2 separate regions of the Athene noctua genome follow, and region 1 is linked to region 2. The links are chromatin contacts, called in public Hi-C maps. All regions are on one chromosome and are shown on one strand. The core of a region is the stretch at or near the end of the contact, and the rest is flanking DNA. Distances in the headings are between cores, read along the strand shown.

The links. Hi-C and Micro-C count contacts between places; a contact is called where the count stands out from the background.
Region 1: a Hi-C map of liver shows a contact between it and region 2, with 3 times the contacts expected there. The contact joins the promoter of LOC141968641 here to the promoter of RABL6 in region 2. A contact is called at or near these places in 2 of 2 Hi-C or Micro-C datasets (heart and liver).

What each region holds. Positions count from the first base shown.
Region 1 is chr20:12,925,870-12,931,031 of bAthNoc1.hap1.1, reverse strand. LOC141968641 (lipocalin-like) reads right to left here and starts at 2,334. Exons shown (of 7, transcript XM_074923560.1): 1 at 2,148-2,334; 2 at 855-994; 3 at 654-730; 4 at 399-512; 5 at 61-162. The coding sequence starts at 2,246. It overlaps C8G (complement C8 gamma chain), which reads right to left. Exons shown (of 6, transcript XM_074923736.1): 6 at 5,118-5,162.
Region 2 is chr20:12,774,451-12,779,525 of bAthNoc1.hap1.1, reverse strand. RABL6 (RAB, member RAS oncogene family like 6) reads right to left here and starts at 2,046. Exons shown (of 14, transcript XM_074923425.1): 1 at 1,478-2,046. The coding sequence starts at 1,607. It overlaps AMBP (alpha-1-microglobulin/bikunin precursor), which reads right to left. Exons shown (of 10, transcript XM_074923834.1): 7 at 4,835-4,913; 8 at 4,578-4,745; 9 at 4,245-4,421; 10 at 3,016-3,156. The coding sequence ends at 3,125.

The DNA of each region.
Region 1 (5,162 bases), core at 1,085-3,584, 150 kb before region 2:
CAGCCCCACAGGGTACCTCACCCCTCTCCCTGCCACACTCCTGCCCTTCCAGCTTCTCACCTGTCTGGGGCAGGATGAGGATCTCTTCATCCATCAGGCCCTGCTCCCTGGAGAACTGGGTGAACCTCTCCAGGCGCTCGGGACTGAGCTCCTTTGTCCGGCCTGCAGAGAGAGCAGAGTGAGAGGCAGCCCCCCCCCCACCCCCCAGCGAGGGGTCATGCTGCCCCGGGGTGCAGGCAGCCCAGCAAAGGGGTCCTGACCCAGCCATCCCATGGCTCACCCCAGCTTGGGAGATGACGCTGTGCTGCTCCCATGGGAGAGATCCCCCACCAAGGACATCCCGGGGGGCCCCAGGGTGACGGTGGACAGGCAGCACGGGGGTCTCAGGGCAGACTTACTGTAGAGCAGCACCATGGTGGAGGAGCCAGTGCTCTTGGAGATCTGGGTGGCCACCAAGGCATACTCGTCGTAGTTGGTCTCCACCACGCGGATGTCGTGCTTGCTGCCCCAGCCTGCGGGGGATGGGGAGGGCACAGCTCAGCCCCGAGGTGCTCCAGCAAGGGCAGGAGCAGGTGACAACGGGGCTGGACTGGGAGCTGAGGACACATCAGGGGCTGCCCCACAGGAGGATGGGGTGAGAGCTGGGGACTCACGTGGGCTGGTGTAGCTGAACCGCCCCGGCTGCTCCGTCTTAGTGTAAAGGCTGTTCCTCTTCTCGCACAGGTCACCCCTGGGGAGCAGAGCGTGAGGACGTCAGAGGGGCTGTGGGGGACGCTCCAGCCCACACATAACCCCAGGCAGGGCACCATGGGGGAGCACCCCCTGCTCGCCGACCCCCCTCCCCATGCCCATACTTGGGGTAGGTGGAGGTAACTTCCAGGTTCCCGTCTGCAGTGACGGAGATGACTGTGGTGCACATCTTCATCAGGTGTTTCTTCTCCTTGAACCAGTTGGAGTTGGAGGCCAGGCCGATGCTGTACCATCTTCCCGTGAGCTGCACGCAAACTTCTCTCAGCTGCCAGCGAGGCGCAGACCCTGTCTCACCCCTTGGCCACCCACCAGCCCCGGTCCAGGCCACGTCCCCCTCCCCTGCCAGCCTGCGTCCCACAGCAGGGTGGTGCCCTGGGGTCCTTGTTCCCCAGGGAGCTGCTACAGCTCTCAATGTCCACAAAACCCACCAAGACGTGGTTTACGATGTGCCCTTCACTGCCTAGCACTTGGGGTGCTTCTTTCCTCTTCACACCAAGTCTGGGGAGTGGGTGACAGGACTGCCTGGCTCCGAGATGCCATTTCCATTCGTCTGGGAGCACAAGGAGGGGTCAGGACTCCGGGGCCAGTACGGGTCATCCCAGCCTGGTCCCTGGGGCTACCAGCTTGGTGTACCCAAGGGGGAGCTGTTGGCCTTGGAGACGGGCTGTGCTGGGACAACCCTTTGCAGGACACGCCAGACCCCCACCGTTGCAGGACATGCCTCCATACCCATCACCTTCCTGGGGTGGCTGTGTCCCCCAGGACCCCTCTGGGGGCTCCCGGAGGAGCAGGCAGCGTGGCCCCTGCCTCCGATCCGTGGGAGCCCAGGGCTGTGGGGCCCGGCCTCCCAGCGTGCAGCTGGGCCGGGGCTGTCCTGCTCTGCATCCTTCCCATCATGGGAGGGAGGGGAGTGCCAGCACCCTGAGCATGCCAGCACCCTGGGGTGGGAGGGCAGAGGGGTGTGTGGGACACCCTAGCACAGCAGCCCTTAGTTTTTTAGGACCTTGGGCTGGGGAGGATGGGGTCCGTGTTGGGGAGGCGGGTCTACAGCCCATCTCCATGCTGCCTGTCAAACTTAGATTGCTTTTCTCGGTTCTCCAAATAAAACCCCTGTGCATCTACACCCACCGCACAGCACAGGAGACGGCCTGGCCCCACACCTACTCAGTCCTGCCCCACAGTCCAGGGCCTGGATCCTGCATCCCGACTCAGAGCCACCAAACCCATGCCCCAGGGGCTCCCCAGGGATGGGTGCTCTGGCCACCCTGCCCCTCCCAGCGCTGGAGCCAGCCTGGCCCCAGTTCCACCTGCAACAACCTCTGCTCACATTTTCACGGTGAGGATCCCCCAAAACACCCCAAATCCCCATGCAGGGGATACCGGCCAGGCTGGGTCACCTTGTCCTGCTGGAAGTCAGTCTGCACAGGAAAGCTGTCCTGTGCGTGCAGTGCCCCGAGCAGGGCCAGCCCCAGGATGCTGAAGAGCGTGGCGTGCATGTCTGCCGCCGAGCCGAGCCGAGCCGAGCCGAGCCGAGCCGAGCCGAGCCGAGCCGAGCCGAGCCGAGCCGAGCGAGAGCAGCAGGCAGAGTGCTGCAGTGACGGAAAGTCAGGCAAGCCCCTATTTATGGGCAGGCTGTGCAATGGCCCCAGGGGGGCCAGCCCTGCCTCCCCCCCCTCCCCGTGCCGTTATGCAAGCAAGAGCAGGGGCGAGTGCCGAAGCCAAAGGGCAGGCAGGGGAACCTGCAAATGTTTCCCTCCTGTTGATATGACATGTTTGCTTTGGGGTGCCAAACTGCTCCGCAGCAAAAATACGGCTTGCAGCCAGCACAACGGCTGTCCCTGCCCCCAGCGCCGCAGAGCAGGGGGCCAGCGCGGGCAGCTGGGGCTGCCCACAGGCACGGGCAGGGGGCCGGGACTGGGGGCCAGGGCTTGCTGACTGCCCCATCCTTGCAGGATGGCCTCACTCAGACACAGAGAGGGGCTCGAGTGATGTGGAGGAAATGCCAAGTGCCTGCCAGGTCCTGATCCAACCCATGGGACTTGTGGGCACCTTTGGGTGCTCCTGCAGGACCCCCCGCCTTGCCTTGACCTGAGTCCCTGCATCACCCAAGGAAGCATCTCGACTGGCCCCGGGTGTGCCCACCCAGGCACAGCTCCGGTGCACCTCGATGGTGAGCTGGGGGTGTTGGGGGGAAGCCAGGCTCCAGCCTCAGGCAGCCCCAGTGCCCAGCCCCTGGGGACCAGCACGCAGCCAGACAGACCCCCAGCGCCTCATCCCCCACGTGTCACTCTGCACTCTTGGCCAAGAGGAGCTGGGAAACATCTTCCCCCTTGGTCTAGGGTCAGCAGTGAGCGCTGAGCTGCCCTCCTTAATGTGGGGACACCCTGAGCACCCACAGGGTGAGGGCTGGGGATCAACACAGCAGCACCCATGGGTCTGGCACGCTTTGAGCAGGGCAGCTCAGCAGCTCTGCTTTACATAAGGAGCGTGTTTTCACAACAGCTGGTTTTTCCCTCTGGCAGCCCACCCTGCCGCCCAGCCCAGCACATTCCCTTCCCCGCGCCCAGCTGCGAGCCCGGCCTGGCCCTGCACACCACGCGCCGGGGGCCGGGCCGGCATCAGCTCTGCGGATTTATTAAAACAAAACAAAAGCTGAGCTGGGCAGGACTGAGCATCATGAGAGCCTGGCTGGGGCCCCCCTGCATGCTGGGCTAGGGGCTCCACCTCTGTCTGAGCCCACCCTCGGCGTGCAGGGTGCCAGGAGGAGCTCGCTCCATCAGGCATCGGGGCACCCATGGGTGTCTCTGTGGTTCTGCGCTGGGGCAGGAACACAAAGCCACCCTGTTCCCCGGGTGTCTGTCTCCCTGCCCTGCCCAGCAGCAGGAGGGGGTGCCCAGGAGGTGCCCGCTCTCTCAGCTCTCCTGGGGGTGGCAAAGCAGGGGGCCAGCCCAAGGAGCTGGGTGGCAAGCTCAGGAGCATGGGGGCACGCAGGGGCACACGGAGGCACTGGCAACAGCGTAGGGGGCAGGCTGAGCCCACTGCTGGGGCTGGGGGCACCGGCAGGATGGAGCTACCTGGGTGCCTTGACACAGACTCTTAGGCACAACCCAGGCATTTGCACCCCAGAAATGCGTTCATGCCAGATAAACATTGGCAGGGCTGAGGTGGCGTGTGGGGCTCAGGGGGGTCCTTGGCACCAGCCCAGCTCCCCGAGGCAGGAGGGCAGGGCTCTCCCTTTGCCTCCCATCGTCTTGCCATGGCTCCACCACTGCTCAGCCACCTCTGGGGTGTGGGTGGGTGCAGGGCAGAAAGTCAGCTGGATCCATAACACTCCGACTCTGCCAGGCTCAACTGGGTGGCCCAGGGGTTCTGTGAGTGCAGCCAGACACGACTTCCCCGCACATGGGCAGCGGAGACGGGGGCAGGCTTCAGGCGGGTCACGTGGCGGTCCCTTACATAAGTCCCTGATAAACAACATGTGTTACCAGTTTCCGCTAAGATTGCAAAACGCCGGCGCTGGGGGCAGAGGGCTGTTCCCTGCCCCAGGCGCTGTGGGGTGGCCAGAGCACTGTACCAGCCTGCTGCTGGGGGCTGCCCTCCGTCCCCTCCCACCACCCAGCCTGCACCGGGGAATTGGCACCACTTGCCCAAAACAGCCCAGTCCTGGCCCAAGTGAGTGGCAGGACAGACTCAGCCAGGCTGGACGTGCAGGCGAGAGGGGTCCTGCAAGGGGCTGCAGGCCCAGGGTTAACGCTGCAGTTCCTCTACCCTGGTTGCAACCCTGGTCCAAGCCCCTACAGCCCCTGCAGCGTGCTCAGAGCATGTGAGGGGTGTCACCTGCCTGGCCCTGCAGTGGGGTGCTGGCTGTGCAGGCAGGGCCCTGGCCCAGGCAGCAGCCCCTTGGGGAATGTGGTCTGCAGAGCCAGGAAAGGGGAGTGGGGTGTTTCACTGCCTCAGAGGCCCTGGGGACCAGCAGGACTACTGCAGGACCAAAGTTTCTTCCTCCGGGGTCCCTGAGGGATGTCCTGGCTTGTTTAGCCTGAAGGGCTCATCCTGAGCGAGTCCCCAGTGCCCCCCAATCCCATGCGGCCCCACAGCACCAGGCACAGTGCTTTTCCCCAAACTGTGGTGGGCGCCTGGGGCTTTCTCTCACTCACTGGGCAGACTCACACTAACTACAGCACCCGGGAGTAAACCGGGAACTGCCACAACCTCATGGGTGGGGGAGAGGATGATGGAGCCGTGTGGAGGGGGCTGTGTGGTCCCCCTCTGCACCCCCAGGCCAGGAGCGCAGTGCCGGGGCACCAGCAGTCCAGAGGTGGAGGCAGCGCCGGCCTTGCAGATCAAGGGGTGACTTGCCTGGACACAGACCCTTCTCCAAGGCATTTATTGAGGTGTTGCTGGCTACTGCA
Region 2 (5,075 bases), core at 797-3,296:
TGCCAGCAGGATGCAGCTGATCCGTACTGTCCGCAGCACAAACATTCACTGTCTGAAAAGTCAACTCCTTTCTCTTACATAATTCACAAGCTGGTATTAGCTACCTGATCTCACACATGTACCAGTGAAGCACGTGGATGTGTTCTGGTCTGTGGGCTGCACGAAGCCGCTGCACAGATCAATAGTCTTTAACTAGCAGATCTCCAGGTACGTATTTAATGATGCAGTGCCATATTCCAAGTTTCATACTCACCCTCTGTCTTTCGCTGGCAATCAAGTCTCTTAACAGTAACACTGTGCTTCTGTTCACATTCATGACTGCTTGCCAAGACACTAATTTTCCAAATTAAGCACTACTGACATATCTAACAGATGTGCTATGAATAAAGGCACCAAATGCTCCCCCCCTAGTAAAGCGGAGAGCTTTAAAACATATCTGTTCAAAAGCACAGTCAATAATGATAACACTAACAAAGCCAAAAAAAAGGCCCAAACCCCAAAGTGCTTATCTCTTCCTTCATGTTCTGTTTCAGATTAAGATTCAACACGTGTGCCTTTCCAGAAATTATTCAGTGCCACGTTTACAAATCATTGTCAACTGCCAGTCTCTCGGCCTTCTTCAATCTGACTTCACTGCCTGCCTGGATCCACACAGATGAGCTGAAACTCACAGTGCTCTCTGGTACCATCTCAGTTTCAGCAAAGATGACATAACTATCGTCCCTCTCTCACCACTGTTACTTTGGGATGTATTTTACATGCTTGCAGTGCCCTCCTGAAAGATTATATTAGAAATAACCTTTACTGAGATTCAAGGGAAAATCTCAACCCTAAGCCTCAACACTGAAAGGAAAAAAATTGTGAAAACGTTCCCTGAAAAACGAGCAAATTTATAAGTTGCAGAAAAGATAGTCAGAATGAAATTATGTACTAAGGACACATAAAGGCATACATCACTCGCCTTTTATTAAAGCCTGGCAGGGCAGAGCTTTTCAATAGTCCCTTATCATATAACCACTAGAGTTAATTATAAATATCATTATCCTAGGCTGCAGGGAAGGTCACCCACACACTCAGGGGAGTTACTCTCTTGATGCTTTAACTGACAAAAATTGATTTACAAGGAACTCTCTCTTGTGCCACAGTCAGCGGAAAGCAGGCAGCCGTTCAGGACATCTGCTGATTGAGGACACTGCTGCACTACAGGTTCCTAAGTCCCGCACAGAAAGATAAAAGTTTCCCATCCCTCACTCCTCCCACGCTTGTGCAAGCTCTAACATTTAACTGCAGACTTGGCTTCGGGCGAATACTGGCAAAAGCACCACCACGCACAACGAAAGCAAACGCGTTTCACAGTCCCACCAGGGTCCCTGGGCACGCTGTGGGGCAGCGGATGGGACTGACCGATGCGGCCTGCCTCCCGCCCGGGGCTGGCTGTGCCCCCCGCCAGACCCCCCGAAGCTGGGCTCCGACTCACTGTTATACTGGACTCCCTTGGCAAACCTCCTCTGCAGAGCCTGGTTCATGGACTGCAGCCCCGCAGGGATATTCTTGTCTCTGACCGGAGTCTGGTCCGAGCCCACCAGCTTCTTCAGGGCCGAGAACATCTTTCTGGTCCCACACCTGCGCCACCACCTCCAGGAAAAGGGCTGCTGCTCCGGGGCTCAGGGGCAGGGTGGCCCCGGGGGGAGCATAGGGGGAGGTCACGGCTCAGGGCGGGCGCGGGTAAGTCAGGGCCGGGGCAGGGCTGGTCCGGCCATGAGCGGCCTCCCGGGCTCGGCAGGGCGGAGGTGTGCGGGCCCGGCCCGGCCCGGCGCGGCGGGGAGGGGGCTCAGCCGGGGCCCCGCCGGTGTGCCAGGGAGGGGGCACTAACCGGGCATCGCCCGGGGCTGAGCGGCGCGGGGGGGGGGAAGGGGGCGGTGGAGCCGGTGCGGCGGCTCAGCCCCGCCGGGCGCCACCGCTCAGGGCCGGGCTCGGGGAGCGGAGGCGGCACAGGGCTCCCACCGCCGCCGCCGCCGCCATCTTGCCTCTTCCGCCTCGCTGCCGGGGGACGGGGCGCGCGTGGCGGCGGCTACGGCGGCCGGCAGGGGCCAGCAGGGCGCGGAGCGCGGCCGGCGGCGGGGCCCGCGCCTGTCCTGGGCCCGCGGGGCCGGGCCCGCCGTAGGCGCCACCCCCGAGGCCAAGCGGGAGCGAACCCTTCCGAGACCGCCGCAGCCCCCTCGTGTGAGCCCTGGAAGCCCTGCCATCCCCTCCCGGGACCCCCGTAGCCCTCCCAAGGCTTTCCCAAGACCCTCGCAATCCCCTCCTGTGAGCTTCGTAGCCGCCCGCTTGTGACCCCCATAAATCCTGTCACCCCCTTCTGGAACTCCATAGCTGCCCTGTGACCCCCACAACCCCCTCCTGGGACCACCCAGCATCCCTGGGACACCCTTCACCTAAAACACTTCTAATCCCCTCTTGGGACCCCTCTAGCCCCTGTAATCTCCATAGCCCCTGTAATCCCCTCCTGTGACAACTTCATTTTCCCTCTGTGACCTTCATAACCCCCTAATTCCCTCCTGTGACCCCTCAGGGTCCCCTCTGACACCCCATAATCCCTTGCTGTAAATGCCATGTAACCTCTCCCTCACAGTGATCCCTATCCCAGCCCATGACTGGGCCTCTCCGCCGGGACTGTGACTGTGATGCAGCAGTAGTTAGTTATTCACCTTCAGGGAGGAGCAGGCATCCATTCCCCCTCTTTCTGACCCCTTCCCAGCTGCCCATCACCATCCCCTGGGAAATGGTGGGCTGAACCCCACACAGCAGGATGCCCTGAGCCCCTCAGTGTTCCAGTTGCGCAGAGAGCAGCAGGCTGAGAAAGGGGCAGAGACTTAGCGGTGAGCACCCAGCAGATCCACAAAGGAGGGGACACTGCACCATGGAGGCCAGTGAGGACCCCACAGCACCCCCTGCCCCTCCTGGACCCCCCACCCTGCTCCCCACCAGCTCAAGGATGGACACTGGGCTCGTTGGTCACATTAGATACATTTACTCCTGGAGGCATCTCCTGTGCTGTGGCAGCTGCCGGCACCCTCCTGCAGGGCCCTGGTGCTGAGTGCCGGCAGCTCGTCCTCCACCTGCATCAGTTTGACAGATGCAGAAACTCCTCATCCTCTGCAAGTGAAGAGATGCTCAGGGTGACAGACAGACCCACAAGACCCCCTCCTCACCCCGCGGACAGACATTGATGGTTGCTGCTTCCTACCTTGTCCCTGCCGGGGGGTGGGGGGTGGGGGGAGGGGGGGGAGTGGTCTAGACCCTCTGTGCACGCCCATGCTGTCCTGGGATGTCACTTCGTATCCCACCAATTGCCATGGTGGCATTAATGCACTTTATATTGGTGACAGGAATAATAAAAGATGGGCTTTACCCTAAACCGCGTTATTCTGGCTCCATCTGCCATTCATGAGAGCACGCTAAGCCCCCATTTCCTGCCCTGCTGGGAGCAGGCTTGCCCAGGGCTGCCTGTGGTTGAAGACTCCTGAGCTTGCCCCTCTCCATGGGAAGATTTCCCCTGCCACGCTCCTGAAAACCTGCTTGTCCATTCATTTGACGGCTGAGCAGTGCCTGTTCCGTCTCCCAAGGAGGTTCAATATGGAAACTCCTGCACTGACTAGAGCTGGAGGGCCTGGCAGGCATCACACAGAGGGTACAGCTCCAGCAGGGACCCTGGTTTGGTTCTTATTTGGTGTCAGGGTCCCTACACCCCCCCAAACCTCACAGCCACTCTTCTCTCACTGGCATCCCCTGTCTGGGAGCTGTCACTTCCACTGGTCCCTGCTGAACCCCAGCCTGCTTGGGGCTGTTCCCCCTTTTATCAGGACCGTTTTGAAGTTCAGTCATGGCCTCAGTACATCTGCAGCCTATACAGGCTCCCTGTGTGATACTGTCTGTAGATTAATGACCATATTCCTCAGGCTGTCAGAGTCCCTGACCCAGGAGAGACCCATCCCATGCACAGCACAAAACCAGCCCCAACCCATCCCAGACCCATGCTGGACTCATGACAAACCCATCCCAGGTTTATCCCAGACCCATCCCAAGACCGATCCCAGATCCAGGGCAGCCTTGTCCCAGCCCTGGCAGACCCAGTACACCCAGACCCAGCCCAGAGCAGGTCAGGAGATGGTGCAGGCTGCTGCCCTGCCTCCCCCAGCACAGGGCAGTGTGGAGCGGGCAGGGTGCAGGCAGGGTGGGGGTACCTGCCAGTGGAGGAGCCCCGCAGTACTCCTTGCACTCCTTCTCTGAGTAGAACTGGTTCCCATTGCCCTTGCAGCCTCCGTAGCTGAACATGATGCACTTGCCCTGAGCCGCATCAAAGGCCCAGCGCGTCACCAGGTTCTGGCAGGGACCCTGGGTGATGGGCAGCCTGCAGGCAGCTGTGGGGACAGAGGGCTGCTGTGAGGTCCCCCACACCTCCACATGGATGCTGGGCATGTGGGGTTCGAGGCCACTCTCAGATTCCCTCCGATGCCTCAGCAAAGGGACCTCCCGTGCCGCTGCCCCACCACCCTGTCTCCTGGTCGCCCGCTCACCCTCCGTCCGGCACGCCTGCAGGCACTCCTTCTCCGAGTAGAAGTTGTTGCCGTTGCCCAGACAGCCACCGTAGAGGAAGGTTTCGCAAGCCATGGAGGAGGAGTTGTAGAAGAAGCGGGAAAGCATCCCGCTGCAGGGTCCAGGGTCCCGGCTCAGCCTGCATGAGTCTGCGGGCGAGTGCAGCATGGGCTGTCACAGGCAAAGGGGGATGCGGGGCAGGGGATGGCAGAGGCAGCCCCCCTCCCCTGGGACATACCTTCCTTATTGCCGATGTAAGGGGGCAGGGGCCCCGCGGCCGAGCCCTCCTCGGGGGGCAGGACTGCTCTCCGCGCCCTCTGCTCGGAGAAGGAAGCACAGAGCTCCCGTCAGGCCCTGCCTGTGGGACCTACTGCCCACCCCATTGCCCCCGGACCCCCGCTGCCCCCAGGACAGGCTGTGTCAGGGGCAGGTCTGCTGGGTGCTGCAGACTGTGCAGGCTCCAACCCTCCTCAGTGCTC